Regions from separate parts of the Rattus norvegicus genome. Here region 1 is linked to region 2. A link is a contact called in public Hi-C data. All regions are on one chromosome and are shown on one strand. Each heading gives the region's core, a stretch centred on a gene start, on an enhancer-like site or on the middle of the called end of the contact. The rest is flanking DNA. Distances are from core to core; before and after follow the strand shown. Region 1 has its middle 290 kb from the start of Veph1. Region 2 overlaps LOC120100839 (a long non-coding RNA gene).

Evidence for each region. Hi-C and Micro-C count contacts between places; a contact is called where the count stands out from the background.
Region 1: a contact with region 2 is called in a Hi-C map of the Rat2 cell line, with 4 times the contacts expected there. The contact joins two enhancer-like sites. A contact is called at or near these places in 2 of 12 Hi-C or Micro-C datasets (the A7r5 cell line and the Rat2 cell line).

The regions. Positions count from the first base shown.
Region 1 is chr2:153,134,856-153,137,555 of GRCr8, reverse strand. No RefSeq gene overlaps it. Among named protein-coding and RNA genes, the nearest start is that of Veph1, 290 kb to the right of the region's middle. Within about 2 kb of position 1,310, at least 2 of the 93 cell types and tissues checked have an H3K27ac peak or open chromatin away from gene starts, as enhancers often do.
Region 2 is chr2:152,880,532-152,883,231 of GRCr8, reverse strand. All of the region lies in intron 1 of LOC120100839 (a long non-coding RNA gene), which reads right to left. Among named protein-coding and RNA genes, the nearest start is that of Veph1, 35 kb to the right of the region's middle. Within about 2 kb of position 1,356, at least 6 of the 93 cell types and tissues checked have an H3K27ac peak or open chromatin away from gene starts, as enhancers often do.

The sequences.
Region 1 (2,700 bases), core at 61-2,560, 250 kb before region 2:
ATTAAATAGTATTAGCTTTTGCTATTCTTTTAAAAAGTGATGTTTTCATTATTAGCTTTTAATAGCTTCACCCGAACATTTGTACATGGATTGTCCAAGCCTTTGAAGATCACAGTGAGCCAGACAGACTTTAGAAAACTCAGAGTGTGAATGAGTACAAAGAGTAAACACTTGGGTGGAATTTACTTGGGCTATGAGGTCTACTTATCGAGCAACATCTATATGCGCGACACGGCCTATGACGTATAGAAAGAATAAAATGTAACCTCCATCTTTAGAGATCTTACAGGATGGTGCAGTAATTAAGATAAAGGAATTTCTTTAATGAGATGGGCGAGCTCATGGGCCCGTACACAGAGCTGAAAGAGCACACACTGAACTGGCAACTGGGGGCACGTCTGGTGATAGATATGGTTTCTGCGACAAGTTTTGAACTCCACCAAGAAGTTCAGTGAAGGGCTGGGAATGGATGAGAGGACGGGAGGTGCTTGCCACCGAGAAAGCATTAAATTTGAACTCTCAGAACTAGGAAAGTATAGCATATGTAGGGATCGCCAGTGCCCATGCTGAGGTCAGGTGAACTTGTGATGTTTGTTCTGTTCTTCTACCTTTATGTGGGCTCTAAGGATAGAGCTCCAGTCTCTGGGGTTTTGTGCTATAAGTGGCTCTGCCCATTGAGCCACCTTACCAATCTTCACCCTCACATTTCTGAGAGCTGTCTTGGCCATCACCTTGGAGTCAATATTTCTTTCCCTTTCCTGAGATGAGAGGTCATTTTTGTCTCCATATGCATATTAGGAAAGACTGTCTTGTTTTGGATGCAGCTTTGCTACCTGTGCAAGTCACAAGCCACGACCTGTATTGCACTGTGACCCCCGTGACCCTGGCTTCCTCAAGAGAAAGCCACATTTGTGTAACAGCTTTCTCAATGCTCCAAAGTTTTTGGATAACTGAAAACCAGTAATGCCATTTCCAGCGCGCTCTCTCTCTGTCTCTCTCTGTCTCTCTCTGTCTCTCTCTCTGTCTCTCTCTCTGTCTCTCTCTCTGTCTCTCTCTCTGTCTCTCTCTCTGTCTCTCTCTCTGTCTCTCTCTCTCTCTCTCTCTCTCTCTGCAGATGAAATGAAATGAAGCTATTAACGACAAGCGGGATGGGAAAGGCATCTGGCAGCTTTGCAAGGTACTGGCCGCCCTCCGCTCGTGAGCGAGACACCTTGCTTTCATTTTGTTCCGCTCTTCAAAGCAAACTGGCAATAGCATTAGCAGATCAAGCCCGAGGCCTTCCGGAGACTCTGTCCCGAAACTTGGTGTTTCCTTGCAGTTGGACTCATTTGTGCTAAGTGCCTTGATCTGTTCATATATCAGAAGAGGAATTTGGGGATTTGGATGACACTAACTCCCAGGCTGGGGGAGGTTTGTGGGGTTAGATTGTGCAAGAAGGAGAATCAGCCGTTTCTTAAGGCCCGCCTCCTCGCCTCCTCGCCTCCTCGCCTCCTCGCCTCCTCGCCTCCTCGCCTCCTCGCCTCCTCGCCTCCTCGCCTCCTCGCCTCCTCGCCTCCTCGCCTCCTCGCCTCCTCGCCTCCTCGCCTCGCCTCGTCGAAGCTGGAGGAGAGGTGAGGGAGCCAGGTCTCCTTAGGGAGAGGGTGCTTTGCATTCTCAAGGCAGACCTTTACCAGGGCACTTTGTCCTTTGGCCTGGGGGAAGATGAGTTTTCTAAATGACTTAACTAACTTCTTTTTTGGCATACTTTAGTCTTTGGTTCACTTCCAGGTACTAGAAAGAATGTAAATATGGAATGAATCAACTTTTTCCACATTTTTCTCTAGCAGTTCTTTTATGAAGACCAGATTTTCCATAGAGGAAATTAAAAAATACATAAAACTGAGAGGCCGTGGTGTTGTTGAGAACAGCCTCATTTTCCACGTCACTTTGTGACTGGCAGCGCACACTGTATTCCAATGGCATTAGTACAGAGTGCGGAGTTTGTTTCAATTAGCTTCCTTTTTGCTCAAGAAGAGGAATTACCATAAATCCCTGGAATGACAGTTGACTCACAGAGGGGCTGGTGTCATTGTGCTAGGAAAATTTTTAGAGCTTAAAAAAAAAAAAAGACTATACCTAGTTATAAAGATGATTACACTCTGATCTAATGCATTTGATATAGGCCTCTGGCCTAAATGAGGAACAAGAGAAGGACAATGACATAATTCATTCCAAACGACAGATAACTTCTCCTTTCATAGTAAATGCGGGCAGAACAATTTTTTTCCATTTTAGAGCATTTCTCTGCATAAAACACAAGAATTTTCATAAGCATCCCATTGGGATTTTCCCCCCATTTGGATTCTATTCTTTCAGATGATTTGAACTATTCTAGAGCATCAGTAAACATCTGAAAATTCGATATTTGGTAAAGACAATTGGTAAAAACAGCTTTAAAAAAAGAAAATAAAAAAAAGAAAGAAAAAGAAAAACCAGAGCCGGAATGTTACGCAAAGTGGTATCTGGATTGCTATCTAAATGAAAACAGACACTCGGAGACACTGTAAGTACAAGTCCAGACCGTCACCCCTCAGAGCTCTTCTGCTGTGCGTCTTCAGATGGCTCGGCGAGCTACAGCTCTTGTGAAGTGCAGTCTGTTTGGTATGCTGAAGGCAAGTTCAAGTTGCTTGCCTTTCTGCTGTGACACTACAAGTCTAACCT
Region 2 (2,700 bases), core at 107-2,606:
TTTGGTATTTCGAAGTAGTAGAGGAAAAATAGGAACTTCTTTTGTTTTTTATTTTGAAAGAATTGAGTGTGATGGTTTGTATAGGCTTAGCCCAGGGAGTGATACTCTTAGGAGATGTGGCCTCGGAGTAGGTGTGTCACTGTAGGCATGAGCCTAAGACCCTCACCCTAGCTGCCTAGAAGTTAGTTTTCCACTAACAGCCTTCGAATGAAGATGTAGAATTCTGAGCTCCTCCTGCACCATGCCTGCCTGGATGCTACCATGCTTCTGCCTTGAGGATGATAGACCTCTGAACCCCTAAGCCAATCCAATTAAATGATGTCCTTATAAAAGTTGCCTTGGTCATGTCATGGTGTCTGTACACAGCAGTAAAACTCTAGCTAAGACATTGAGAGTTGTAGACAAGTTCTATTATTCAAGTAGTCATGCTTTTTGTATACCTGCTATGCATAGTGAGTTTTACTGAGCTAGGTTTGAGGGTTGCATTGTTGAAGAGAAAGAAAATAAATAGAAAATAAGTTAATAAATAATAGGCTGAGAAGATGTCAGGAAGGGGTAAGTGGGGAATTAGGATGTAAGCACTGAGCCTCTAGATAGGGGATCAGAGATGTCTTGGAGAAACATCACAAGTCATGCTAGGTAAGAATTTTGCAACTCGGGTGGGGGGGAAGGCGGTAATGGGGGGAGGATGGGGAGGGGAACACCCATATAGAAGAGGATGGGGAGGGGTTAGGCGGATGTTGGCCCGGAAACTGGGAAGGGGAATAACAGTCGAAATGTAAATAAGAAATATTCAAGTTAATAAAGATTAAAAAAAAATTTTGCAACTCACTAATCTAGTAGTGTGGTAACACGTAAGGTCATACCAGCCAAAAGACAAGACAGAATTTATAGGCCTCTGTGGACCATGATCATGGGTTCAGATTTGGATTTTAGGCTGTGTACAGTGAGCTATGAAAGGGTTTTAAACAGAAGGCTCTACAATCAAATCTATATTTTGATAGTAACTGTTTCTGTATAGAGCTGCATTGTTAGGGAAGGAAACAGGACTCAATTACAGGCTGCTACAGGAGTCAGGCCAGAGGCAGAGACCTGCAAATAAATTGAAACATGAGACGGAAGAAAATAAAAAAAGATGTGCTTTTAGATATGGAGTCAGGGGGACCAATGCATTCAAGCTTTGGAAGAGCCGGTGTTGGGTGCTGAGATGACTCTGAGGTCCCTGGTCCTAGTGATTGAGTACATATCAGGACCACTCCTGATTCAGGCAAACAGTGAGCCTGGAGGATGGGCTTTCTCAGAGCTGCGGTGAGCCTCAGTTTGTTCCACTGTGGACTTACTTGCTTTGGTATGGCTGAGTCACCTCCTCCATGGGATTTTCAAGGAGGAATTTAGATGAGTCAGAGGCCATGTGTCAGAGGAGAGGTCCGAGAAGATGTAATCATGAGAGTCTTCACTAGAGATGGCCTTCAAAGTCACCTGTGTCTCTAGACATACCAAGTCACTTTAAATGAGAGCAATTGAATTAGGTTTTTATCAAAATAACTTCAATATTTTTTTAATTTAACTTCCAGCTAGATTTCTGGTTTGTTTACACAGAGCCCTTTTCTGGCAGGAATACATAGCTCTCTGCTGCACAGAGGTTGACCAGCAAGATGAGCCTCCTCAGACCTGACTGAGCCTTTTTGCCACCGGCCTCCATCCCATGCAGGATGAAGGTTCTCTTTAAATTTTCAAGTAAGGGGATCTTCCTGAGTCCTGATCAATTCTCATATACTAAATCACTCTGCTGTGAAATCCCAAGAGCTTTAGTAGATTTCTTGGGTGTATTTCCAAATGTTAATCAAAAATCTTTCTGGATTTTTTCATCGGCAGTACAGAGGTAGACTAGGACACACTAATCCCATCTTCAGAAGTCTAACCAGTAGGAAGACAAGATAGACTGAGCTGTAAATTTACCTTCATGTTTGTTGTTTCCTTCCATTTATTCCCATAGAAAGCCAAGCACAGTCACTCGTGACCCTCAGAGGTGACTACCTCTTGAAGGCTCACGTGTGAGCGTCTGCTGCACAAAAAGATCACTGTGGTGGGCGCCTCTACCTTCCACACAAGCGTTGGTGAGAAGTGTCAAGATGGACTTAAGCTCCGGCACAAAGATTTACTTTCAAATGCCAGCCATTTTCCCAGCCTCCGTGAATAATCCAGACTTGGTGTTTGGGGCCTTTAGACACAGTAATAATGCAAACGGAATCAAAATCATCATTCATATTATTAACAAGCGTTTTTCAGTAATGTTTTGAGTAAGTGCCTAATAAAGTTTAAGAAATAAAGATACTCATGTTATTAAAGAGGAATTACTAGGTTTCCATTCATAAGCTTCAATATCCTGCTTAATGGATTCCATACAGCCTAACAGAAACCTCGTGAATGAATTATGGTAAAGCAGTTCACAAACATTATATGGTTTCCTTTTTTTTTTTTTTTACTTTTGTTTCCTCTCCGTGAAATAACAATGAGGCACGTAGCTTGAATAAGGTCATTTCTTATAACAGAATGAAAACATTAGGGGGACTCTGGTTGTATTTTAGCCTACAGGCAAAAACACCACAGCTTTATGGTCAGACAGTGCCCCCTTGTGGAACATGTAAGGTTGGTAGAACTGCGTTGTGATCGGGATCCCTGAAATTGAAGGTGGGCAAG